Regions from separate parts of the Mus musculus genome. Here regions 2, 3 and 4 are each linked to region 1. The links are chromatin contacts, called in public Hi-C and HiChIP or PLAC-seq maps. All regions are on one chromosome and are shown on one strand. The core of a region is the stretch at or near the end of the contact, and the rest is flanking DNA. Distances in the headings are between cores, read along the strand shown. Region 1 holds the start of Fktn (fukutin). Region 2 has its middle 36 kb from the start of Gm33840. Region 3 has its middle 39 kb from the start of Tmem38b. Region 4 overlaps Tmem38b (transmembrane protein 38B).

Region 1 (2,646 bases), core at 96-2,595:
GAAAATTTAGAAGTAAGTTTCAAAAAAAATTGCTGACAAGTTAAATCTAGGATAACCAAAAGGATTGTCAATTTTCTTTGAAGGGTGCTAAATCCCTTCCTCTAAATCCCAGTCCACTTTATAGAAACAGAAACTTGATAATGTAGATGGCACATTATGACTGTGCTTATATAGGGAAAACAGTGAGATCTAAACTTAAACTTAGCTCAAATCAGAAAACTGGCTAGAAAGCTGGCTAGTCCTCTGCCTCCTGCAAGGTTTATGCAGGATAATATTTACTATGCACTTGAAATCTATTCACTTCTAAAACCCGGGAAGTTTTTTTTTTTCCTCCTTATAATTTCCAGACATAGTTGAGCATAATAAGCATTCCTAATATCTTTTAAAATATCACCTCTTAGTACTCCAATAGGCATCAATTATATTGTGTGCATGTGTGCATGTGTGTGTGCGTGCGTGCATGTGCGTTTGCATGTGTTTAAAGACAAGAGCTCACTCTAGATCCTCTTGCCTTGGCCCCCCAAATACTTGAATTGTAGGCATGTCAGACAATAGAAATTTTTGATACAGCCACATTCCATCACAACTTTTTGAAAAATTCTGTTTTAAGACAAGCATGGCGATGCACACTTGTTATCTCAGCACTTGAGATGTGGAAGATGTGTAGGATCAGTTGAACACCATATTGGCTGAGTAGAATTTAAGGCCAGTCTGAGCTAAATGATATAGAACGGGGTGCGTAGGTAAATTATTTCATTTTTTTCTATACGCCGTTAGTAATTTTCGTAGAAAGAACGTAAAATTACAATAATTTCTTTAGTGCTTTTTAATTTTCAAAAATTCCTATCAAAATCCACATCTGCTCCTTGCCAATAACTCTTTAAATGGCTCTGCTAAAAGCAAAGATGCTAGGTGCCAGGCCCAGAAGCATCTATATTTCTTTCAAGCCCCAAACTGGAAGATCGCATCTTCTAGACCTGGATGTCAAGTAGGCACCTCAACTTCATGAGTACTTGCATCACTACATAGTGCTCTTCCCCATTCTGTCCCCAATAGCAGAATGTAGAGAGAGGAGAAGGGGGAGGAGGGAGGGAGGGAGGGAGGGAGGGAGAAAAAGAATCGTTATCCACCCTAGGTTTGCACTTTCTGCGCTCTGTCTGATGAGCCGTACACTACGGGGGACAGTTCTGTTTTTTCTCTAAACTCCAGGCAGCCTCAGGGCACTGCCGGAGGGACGGCTGATTGCAGATTTCTGATGGCCAAATAGGCCACACTAATAGGAGCGCTCGGAGAACAAAGCAACAGCCAGCGTACGCCGCTGCGCGCTTGACCGCTTCTTTGCGACAGTTGCCGTAAAGCGAGGCCTCCGCCGCAGCTCTAGAGTTAGGTAAGATGAGGGCACCGGGGCCGGGTAGCCGAGCCTGGGCGTGGGCGGGTTCCTTCAGGCACTGTCGCTGGTCTACTGGTATACCCTGAGTAGCGGTCGTCCACCTTTGGGGTACCCTCCCTACGGCGGCGGGGAGGAGTCCGAGGTCGGCCGCAGTCCGTGCACGAGCTTGCTGCCGCCGTCCCCGCTGTCCCGGCGACAGATCGTTCCCACACGCCCATGCTGTCCGTTGATCGTCCTGACCCGCGAGGGTTCGATTTTGGAGGTTCATGGAGACGCTTAAGAGGCCGGGCTGGGACAGTGACGCTTGAGCTGGTTGGCGAGAGCGGACGATGCGGGGAGACCGATCAGGTGTGAGGACCAATGCATGCCAAGGTGGCTCCGCCGGGGAGGAACTGATGCAGCCTGCTGCTGCTCTGAGTGCATCCGACGCCGTGGCATGAACTTACAGGGAAAGGAAGGGGGTTGGCAGGGCAGCCGCCCAGGGAGGGTTCCACCTGAGAAGGACTTTGATGCTGCGCCAAAGCCAAGTTCTGTGTACAGCAAGCAGCCTGCTGCAACTGCTTCGAAGAGAGGTGGTGGTTGGCTTACCAGTCGCTTTCCTCTCTTCTTAGACTCCTCAGTAGTCATTCTTAGTTCGTTTGAAGGAGTGCTCACTATGCTTAATAGTATGATGACGATGGTAATAATAATAAGTAACAATAATAATGATAAGGTGGGCGCGGTTAGCGATGCGAGATAACTGCATGTAGGAACGTTCCTGTCTTCCGTTTACATTATCAGTTGGGGAATATCGGGAAAGATTTGATAAAAATGGGGCCGGGTAGTTAAAAGCTTTAGATAAAAGTCGTCCAGAGAACTGAATTCAGATTTCATCACGATCGCCAATTTCTCAGGTAGTACAAGGCAAGCCGCTTTCTTGTATGTCTCAAGCTTTCTCGGCTATAAAGAATGATATTCCAGTCTTTCTAGTTTGAAGATTTCCATTAAGTAAAAGTCAGCCTGTGAGCCAACCATGGTAACACACACCTGTAATACCAGCACTTTGGAGGCCAAGACAAAAAAAAAAAAAAGCACTAGGAAACAGAGCTGCATAATGATCGACAGACCAGCCTTGGGTAAATGCTCTCAACCAAGCAGTTAGTCACTTGCCTCTTGAGGGAAAGGCTTTACTCACTGTCTTAGTTAGAGCTAATACTACAGTGGTGAAATACCATGACCAAAAGTGACTGGGGAAGAAAGGGTTTGGTTTGCTAAGT
Region 2 (2,646 bases), core at 76-2,575, 200 kb after region 1:
ACAAGTTGTCTTCTGGCCTCTGTAAACATGTTGTAATGTACACACAATCATACATACATAGATACATGGATATAAAATACATAAATAAGTGGAAAGAAAATATACATCTTGCTGCAAACTGCAAGCGAATGTACATATTCTGTCCTGGTCAGGGGGGTGACAACATAACCTTACTCTTTAGATGTGAACTGTACACTGTGACTTCCAGTAAAGATGGTTTGCAGTTGGATAGGAAAAGAGAAACCTTACAGTAGAGAAAACCATGACCACAAACAACCTCAGCTAGGTGAATAATGTCACTATCAACAGTGGTATATCATGCTGGACACTATATGCCTTTCAAACTGTGTGAGAAAATAGTACTCAAACCCCAGGACGATTTCGAGGAAGACTTGAGGCAGATTCCACCAGAAGGGGCACCCTGTGCAGGAGTACTCTTCAGGACTGTCAAGGGCATCCACAGGAGAATCTGAAGAGTTGTCACAACCAGGAGTGATGTGCTACCTTGAAAGGTATCCGGGAGCAGAGAAAGACCTTAGCGCATGTCAAATTTGATGCATCCATTTGAACGAAGGTGCTATTCTACTGTAAGATGATAGCATCATGGGAAGCTGGAGAGGCCAGCATGCAAACTCTGTGCCACTGTTTGACAGACAAACCAAGGCAATTTTAAAAATGATGCTGGGGTTAGGTTAACATCCTGGGAGCAGGGTAGGTAGAAGCTGCTCATTGTTGCTAGTGGTTAGACATAACCGAATGTCCGTTGGTTGGTTGGTTGGTTGCTTCCCTAGCCAGACATGTCTTTGCCAAACTACTGAGGGCTTGTCTCCTTCTCTCTAGGACCCTGAGCGAGCATACAGCCTGGCCTGGCTGAGTGTCTTCAGAAGCTGAATGAATAATGAGGCTCAGCAACTGCTTACACACAGAATAGTAAAATATCATCCTTCCTTGTTCCCTTTCAAGGAGTCTTCATGACCCAGCCCTTGTTATCTATCACGAATCAACAAATATTTACCCTGGGCACTGTATCATAAGTGTTAATGATTCATCCTTCCTATTGACCTGGTCCTTCAAAGGGAGGCCTGGTGGCTTCCCTGCTGCTGAAAGGAAAAGCTGAGCAGTCTAGAGCTTTAAGGTCCATGCTCAAGGGCAAGAGGGTGCTTTCTGTTATACAGTCAGGTGAGAGGATCAGGTGATGGTGTCAAGCAATAGCCAGGGCTGCCTGCTGGTTTTTCAAATATGTACTGGCTCCCTGCCTCTGCCTGGACCTCTGCCTGAGAAACCTCTGTAGAAAGACCCATCAGGGCTGATACCTCCTCCTTCCTGTTGGGGCTTCCCCTAGTCTATTTCATTTCCTCTCATATCCTTCCTGTGTTGGCTGCTGGGTCCTGGGCTTGATCTTTGAGCATCAGTTCCTAACTTCTTTATACTAGGTGTAGCATCATGGCAAACTGAGCTTGTGTTAAAGACATTCTTTGCTGGGCATGGCTCTGGGGCCTCCTTTCTTTTGGAAGGGCAGGTTCTGAAGACCATGGAACTCCCAGGGCACATGAAAGAGCAGCTCTGGAAAAGGAAGAAAGAGCAACAGTGTCTCACTCTTGGCCAGGTGTTCTGCATGGATAAATGTGCTGATGATGTGTGCAGTCTCAGCTCTTAGAGGCTGAAGCAAAACTACTGTGAGTTTGAAGACAGCCTGGACTACATAGTGAGTTCAAGGCCAGCATAGGCTACACAGGAAGATTGTGTCTCAAAACCAAACCAAACCAAACCAAACCAAACCAAACCAAACCAAACCAAACCAACCAAAAAAAAAGTTGCTAAAACCAAAACCATTTCAGCCCTAGGAAGAAGCATCAAAAGTATATCCATTTTCCAGAGAAAGCCACTGGACCTTAGGAAGGCTTAGTCCCTTGTCGCTAATAAGTGACAGAGATGTGCTTTGGATGCAGGTAGTCACGTACCATCTTATAAAGCAGGCAGGTGTGTACAGTAACAGAGACCCATGGCGATTAAGGAAACAGGAGATTTAGTTCTCTTTCATAAAAGTTCAAGTTATGTGAAGGATGGAGAGGTGGGTAGATACAGGTCTGGATCCAAAGATTCATTTTTGTGTCTGTACTTGTCTGAGGCTTCTCCCCAGAACACTTTTTCTTGTGTATGAGGTAAGCTTAATGAGCCAGGGAAAGTGTTCCTTTCTTCAATTTCCCTTAACTAAACTGGATGAGAATTGACATATAAACCTGAATGAACATTGGCATATAAACCTTCTAGCTCTCCTGGTCCCCTGGTAAGATATCTGAGTCACTTTCTCCACTCTCCTGGTGTGGCTATTGTGACTTCTCTCCAGCTGCCCACTGTGAGCACGGCCTTGCTAACCACACCTCACTGGTTTCTTTCCCTTTTCTCTTTTGCTTCCTTAGATGCCTCCAGTGTATCCTGCATCCGCCATCCTGAAACCCCACTAAAATCCATATCTGTATGGAAACTCCTAAGAAAACTCATTCCATACACCTTCAGGACCCTGCATTCCTTAGGGTGCCTTCCTCATCTTTCTGGGTCAAAGTGGGATCTTACCAATTTGTGCATTCTCTTAGCCCCAAGGAAGAATAACAAACACAGAGATTAGAAGCTTCCTTCTGCTGGCTT
Region 3 (2,646 bases), core at 109-2,608, 150 kb after region 1:
CTACCCTCACCTCAGAAATTGAGTTTAAACAAACACCAATGGCTGTGAACTCCTGACCAGAACGTGAATATTACAAGGACTCCAGGGAATTAATATCCAGTCAATTCCTTCTCCCAAGGGACATAATATAAAAGGAATCTTAGCTCATGTAGCTATCTTAGAAACTTAACGTATTTTTAGACGCTTGTAACTTGTGTTTATCCAAAGCTCATAGTCTACTTAAGTTCCACCATTCAGTCACCCTGCTGATGAACATCAGGCTGTTTCTAACTTGGGGTGTTTCAAATAAACAATTATGAACACTTTTGTGCAGCTTTTGTTAATTATGTTCTTTTTGACAAATGGTAGAAGATATGGTGGATCATGCTTGATTTTATAAAAACAAAGCAACTTGTGTGTTTTCTTCCTCCCAAAGTGATTGTACCATTTAATGCTCCAGGACAGTGTCTTGAATGTTCTAGTTGATCTGTGTCCTTAGCCAGAGTCTCAGTATTGTCAACGTTTTAATTTTGCCCATTTCTAGGGGATGCTTTTTGGGGCCTGAGGCTTTCGTTACTCCGGCTAATGATTCTGAACACTTAGTGTCTGTTGACCATCTGACTGCCTTCCTCTGAATTATCTGCGCCCATGTGGAACCATGTTACCAGATAGACGTGAGAACTGGACAGGTTGAGTGAGCTCAGACCCCGGGAATCTGAGACCGGTAGGAGTGGAGCCGCTTCCTGCCTGTCTGTGCACCTTCTCCGGAACCATGACACCCCACTGCGGACTGGGATAGCTCCACGCCTTCAGCCAATGAGCTTCCCTTACTGGGTATTAATCCCTGGTTCACCCTGAATAAAGTGTGTTGTGTCTGGCCAGCCGACTACATGTTTGGGTTCTAGGCTGGAAAGGCATTTTGGAAACCTGGAAGAGAAGAAGGGCTAGGTGGGCAAGAAAATGATGCAGCTAAAACAGGCATTCTGATCAAAGCTCAACTTTTTATTTCCGACACTCATTTATGAAGAATGGGGAGGGACCGGATTCCCGCCAAATAATCTTGGAGTCCAGTTGCAGGGTGACCACGTGTATGGCTCAGTGGGCGTGGCAGAACGATTGAGCGGGAAGCTCCACCCCTGAGCAAGCAGGTTTCAGGCTGGGGGAGGGGAGACTACAAAAATGTATCCGTGTACATCCACCATCAAATAAATCAGTCTGAACAAGTAAGGACCGTCTCAGGGAACTGCCCCCTTAATGGATCTCTCCGGGGAAGTTCCTTGACTAAAGAGCTGGACCTGACTCCTGAGGAAGGCTTTCTTCCCTCCAGCCCCTCCAGGATTCTTGGCCACTGAGTCAGAGTGTGTCTGCTTCTCCCAGGCTCTGCCTCCGCTCTCCACCTGGAGGGTGGACGATCTAAGGGGAGGCATGGATTCTGGTTTCTGTCACTCAGCAATGTGCCGTGGCGCCTGGGCACCCACGGTGGAGAGGCAGAATGCGTATGGCACTAACATATTTTAATATATTTTCATGAACAATTTTTTTTGTGGGGGTGGTATCTCAAGGCGGGGTTTCTATATGTAGTCCCGGCTGTCCTGGAACTCTTTTTGTGGACCAGTTAGCCTCGAACTCACAGAGATCTTCCTGCTTCTGCCTCCCAAGTGCTGGGATTAAAGACGTGCATCCAGCTCCAGACTTCAAATTTTTAAAGACATTTAATTTTTACACATTTTCTTTTTATTGTTATTGCTCCTTTTTGATTCATGCTAAGAAGACACATGCCAGTCTGAGGAACCCCAAATAACAGTCTCTAGAACAGCTGTTCACCCGGGAGTGGCAACCCCCCTGGGGGCTGCATATCACATATCCTCCATATCAGCTATTTACATATAGTTCATAACAGTAGCACAATTACCATTATGAAGTAGCAACAAAATAATTTTATGGTTCGAGTTCACCACAACGCGAGGAACTGCTTTATTACTCAGGAAGTCACTCATGCCTTCCTGATGGCTCTGCAGACCTATGTAAGTGGCCACCTTTCCCGTGCTTGTGCTGTAGGCTTGTATCACAGGACAAGCTCAATGGCTTGGTCCTCTTTTAGAAGTCTCTCCTACCTACTTGTGGGGGTTTCTCCCACTTTTTCCTAGTTTCTCACTTTTCAAGTTCAAGTTCTCAGGTTTTTGTTTGTTTGTTTGGTTGGTTGGTTGGTTGGTTTTTTGTTGTTTTTTTTTTTTTTTTTTTTTTTTTTTGAGACAGGGTTTCTCTCTTCCTGGCTGCCCTGGAACTCACTCTGTAGACCAGGCTGGCCTCGAACTCAGAAATTCGCCTTCCTCTGCCTCCCAAGTGCTGGGATTAAAGGCGTACGCTACCATGTCCGGCTAAGTTCTCAGTTTTTAAAGAAATCTTAAAAAGCTTGCCTATACTTTTTGTATACCCAGTGAGAGTCCACATCTTCAATTTTCATTAATATGAGATAGTGACCTTGGAGCGACTCCCTCAGCTTGACCTTAGGTCCCAGTGGGATGTCTGGCATCTCAGGACCTTGAGTTATGCATAATTGGGCTGTGAACTTTGTAATTTATAGCATACTTTGAAAAGGTGGACAGGTTTTAGAAACAGGATTTTATAGTGAAAGGTTAATTTAACCAACAGTTGAAATCTTGTATG
Region 4 (2,646 bases), core at 83-2,582, 130 kb after region 1:
TGGTCGTTTACAGAGATACTAGCATTTTGGATTATTTTAATGTTGTATAAATGCTGAGACTATATAAAAAGGAAGATAGCCAGATTCTGTTACCGTCCTATCTCTCCTGTTTCTAGTGTTAAGTACTAGTCCTCCCACTTCTGGCCTGGACTTTCAGTAACTTCCTAGGTGGGCTAGTTGCTTTATTCATTACCCCCTAGATATTCTTCACATAATGATGAAGTGATTATCTTAAAATAAGTTATAGTGTGCCACTCCTGCGTGCAATAATGTCTTTTCAGGAACAACAGCCTGAGCTTTCTCATGACCTACTGTCCATCCCTACAGAGTCTCCCTCCCTCTGTCCTCTTTGCTGTGATGTATGGCCACTGCTCCTGATACTCCTTCCTTTCCCGCCACACACGTGCATTTATCAACACTCTGACTTGCCCGATCTTTATTTAGCTTGTTGTACTTCTCAGAGAGAGGCAGGGCTGTTGCTTGGTTATTTGTTTGCTGGTCATCCTGCAAAGATGGTCAGTTCAACAACAACAACAACAGCAGCAGCAGCAACAGCAACAACAGCAACAAACCTGTGTATGAACTCAGATTAAAGGATGATTTGTGAGATTATACAGAGTGCATTTTTTGTCATTATTTGAATCTGTTCCATCTTTGGCCAGTGGGAGCCTTTTCAGCTTTCATGCCTCTTGGTATTTTAAGATTCTTATACCTTTCTTCTGGAATTAGTTTTAGTTTCATTTAAGGAGAAATAGTTTTTTCAAGGTTCACTCAGAGCATTGGAGACACTGCTAAGGCATCTATTGAAATGAGCTAGGGTAAAGAAAGAGAAAATGACTTGAGTTCATACTAATATTTATCTCTAATTCAAATTCAAGCCTATTTATTATTATTTAACATGTCTCTGTTATATATGTAATACTTGGAATTTACCTAGATATAAAGAATTTTGTTATTTGTTGGACAAAGGATATTACAAAATCAGAATATTCTGACATTGTTAATTAATTTTGTTCTGTTCTTTGCTCGCCTATATTTAACCTTTCTCATCTTTAAACCAGGGTGTGTGTGTGCTGCCAGAGTTTCATGGCCACAGTGCCATGCTTCTCTGGTTAGTCTTCACACTCGGATTTTGCTTGCTCTGTACTGGATGCAGGTCACTAGTTATATCTGGGCCCTGTAATTCTGGGTTTTTGAAGCTGTGGTGAGTACTGCTTTAGCCTTAACAGAGCGTGACGCAAGGCACAAAGAAATTAATGACTTAGCCAAGGAATTGGAGACCCTGAGTATCCAGAGCCCAGATTTAAACCATGGTTATTTCATCTGTTAGTTGGTGCATAAGCAGTAAATTGCTTTGAACTCTGAAATAGAAATGTTGTCCTTACAGTCTCTTCAATATGAGAAATGATGCTAGAGTCAAGACAGTGTATCTTATTGTTTAATTAGAAAAGTTTTAACATTTAGAATAACATGTCAGTCTTTGCTTCTGATTTTGAGAGTCAAATGATCTGGGGAATTATATATTCAAGTGAGGTCAGCTTCAGAACGGTAGCATGCCTGGGGGTTAGCACCATCTACTGGTAAAGACAGACAAGAGCTTGCTTCTGTCTGTATACAGCTGTTGTCTGAAAACTCCATATACTTTCATTTGTGTTGTCTTTTTAAAAAGCCATTTATTTATGCGGGCAGTACATAATTTATAATTTTTCTATCTAATGATTTTATGTCTCATAATGTTTTCCTTAAACTTCCAGGCATTCTTTAAGGAGATTACATTTAAATGAGGGAAATATAAGAGTCACAGTTTTATAATCTTTTTCAAGATATATCCATGAAATTTCTTTGGTGTCCTAACCAGAGGCCAGGGCTATTGCAGTAGACTAACATGGGTGTGGTTTGTGTTCTGTTTGGCCCAGTTTTGGCCTAAGGATACTGCCTTAGGTAGACAGGGAGAGTTGATGGTAAGAGAGGGAGTGTTCTCAGTGATGAGCCCAGCAAAGCGCCTTCTGCTTAACCCCTGGTTTTAACCTAAATTCAGCTCCCATCTTAAAACCTGTTTACACTGGTTTATGTTGGTTGTATCCTATTTTACACTAATTTCTACCCTTTGTCATTTTTCTCTTTTTATTAATCTGACCCACAGAACTTAAAAGTATCTGAGAAATCCATTATTATCTTCTCATTCCATTTCTTTTTCCTTTCCTGTATGTATACATATGTATATGTATCTATGTGTATGTTTTAGGTACTTACAAGGTAAAGGTTTTTTGGATATTACAAACTTAAGGTGAAATTACAATCTTTACAGAAGAGATGTGCTGTTTAATTAATGACATTTCCCAGTAATTCATCAGCGGAACATTATATAGCTAACTTATATTGTAGAACAAGAGTGATTTTGTCTGCAGTCATTTGTCTTTCACGCTCATTCATAAGTCTGTTGGACATGACAGAGTTGTTCCTTTTGCTCCATGGCAACTCAGGTGGGCACAGAGGTTTCACTAATATGTAAGGTTTTATGTGTACTTTAGAAATATCTGATGCAGGGCAATGGTGGCATGTGCTTTTAATCCCAGCACCCAGGAGGTAGAGGCAGGTAGATCTCTGTAAATTTGAGGCTAGCCTGGTCTATAGAGCTGATTCAGG

Evidence for each region. A called contact is a pair of places that touch in the nucleus more often than the background predicts. HiChIP or PLAC-seq counts read pairs in DNA pulled down with a chosen protein or histone mark.
Region 2: a contact with region 1 is called in a Hi-C map of CD8 T cells, with 2.1 times the contacts expected there. The contact joins the enhancer-like site here to the promoter of Fktn in region 1. A contact is called at or near these places in 3 of 39 promoter capture datasets (the C10 cell line, embryonic stem cells and stem cell-derived epiblast-like cells), 2 of 484 Hi-C or Micro-C datasets (CD8 T cells and natural killer cells) and 3 of 115 datasets of contacts at active chromatin or transcription factors (bone marrow-derived macrophages, effector CD8 T cells and memory CD8 T cells).
Region 3: an H3K4me3 HiChIP or PLAC-seq map of embryonic stem cells shows a contact between it and region 1, with 12 read pairs. The contact joins the enhancer-like site here to the promoter of Fktn in region 1. A contact is called at or near these places in 6 of 39 promoter capture datasets (3T3-L1-derived adipocytes, the C10 cell line, embryonic stem cells and 2 more), 5 of 115 datasets of contacts at active chromatin or transcription factors (the 230-238 cell line, bone marrow-derived macrophages and embryonic stem cells) and 3 of 9 other capture datasets (adipose tissue, liver and pancreatic islet).
Region 4: an H3K4me3 HiChIP or PLAC-seq map of bone marrow-derived macrophages shows a contact between it and region 1, with 3 times the contacts expected there. The contact joins the enhancer-like site here to the promoter of Fktn in region 1. A contact is called at or near these places in 10 of 39 promoter capture datasets (3T3-L1-derived adipocytes, the C10 cell line, cranial neural crest and 6 more), 2 of 15 datasets of contacts at CTCF or cohesin (CD8 T cells and pro-B cells), 2 of 484 Hi-C or Micro-C datasets (muscle stem cells and stem cell-derived epiblast-like cells), 9 of 115 datasets of contacts at active chromatin or transcription factors (the 230-238 cell line, bone marrow-derived macrophages, embryonic stem cells and 2 more) and 3 of 9 other capture datasets (adipose tissue, liver and pancreatic islet).

Annotation. Positions count from the first base shown.
Region 1 is chr4:53,712,809-53,715,454 of GRCm38.p6, forward strand. It overlaps Fktn (fukutin), which reads left to right and starts at 1,346. Exons shown (of 10, transcript NM_139309.5): 1 at 1,346-1,387.
Region 2 is chr4:53,914,191-53,916,836 of GRCm38.p6, forward strand. No RefSeq gene overlaps it. Among named protein-coding and RNA genes, the nearest start is that of Gm33840, 36 kb to the right of the region's middle. Within about 2 kb of position 1,326, at least 34 of the 459 cell types and tissues checked have an H3K27ac peak or open chromatin away from gene starts, as enhancers often do. A contact at or near this core is called in CD8 T cells, effector CD8 T cells, memory CD8 T cells and 1 more, where this site is marked.
Region 3 is chr4:53,863,498-53,866,143 of GRCm38.p6, forward strand. No RefSeq gene overlaps it. Among named protein-coding and RNA genes, the nearest start is that of Tmem38b, 39 kb to the left of the region's middle. Within about 2 kb of position 1,359, at least 13 of the 459 cell types and tissues checked have an H3K27ac peak or open chromatin away from gene starts, as enhancers often do. A contact at or near this core is called in embryonic stem cells, where this site is marked.
Region 4 is chr4:53,843,914-53,846,559 of GRCm38.p6, forward strand. All of the region lies in intron 2 of Tmem38b (transmembrane protein 38B), which reads left to right. Among named protein-coding and RNA genes, the nearest start is that of Tmem38b, 19 kb to the left of the region's middle. Within about 2 kb of position 1,333, at least 6 of the 459 cell types and tissues checked have an H3K27ac peak or open chromatin away from gene starts, as enhancers often do. A contact at or near this core is called in bone marrow-derived macrophages and muscle stem cells, where this site is marked.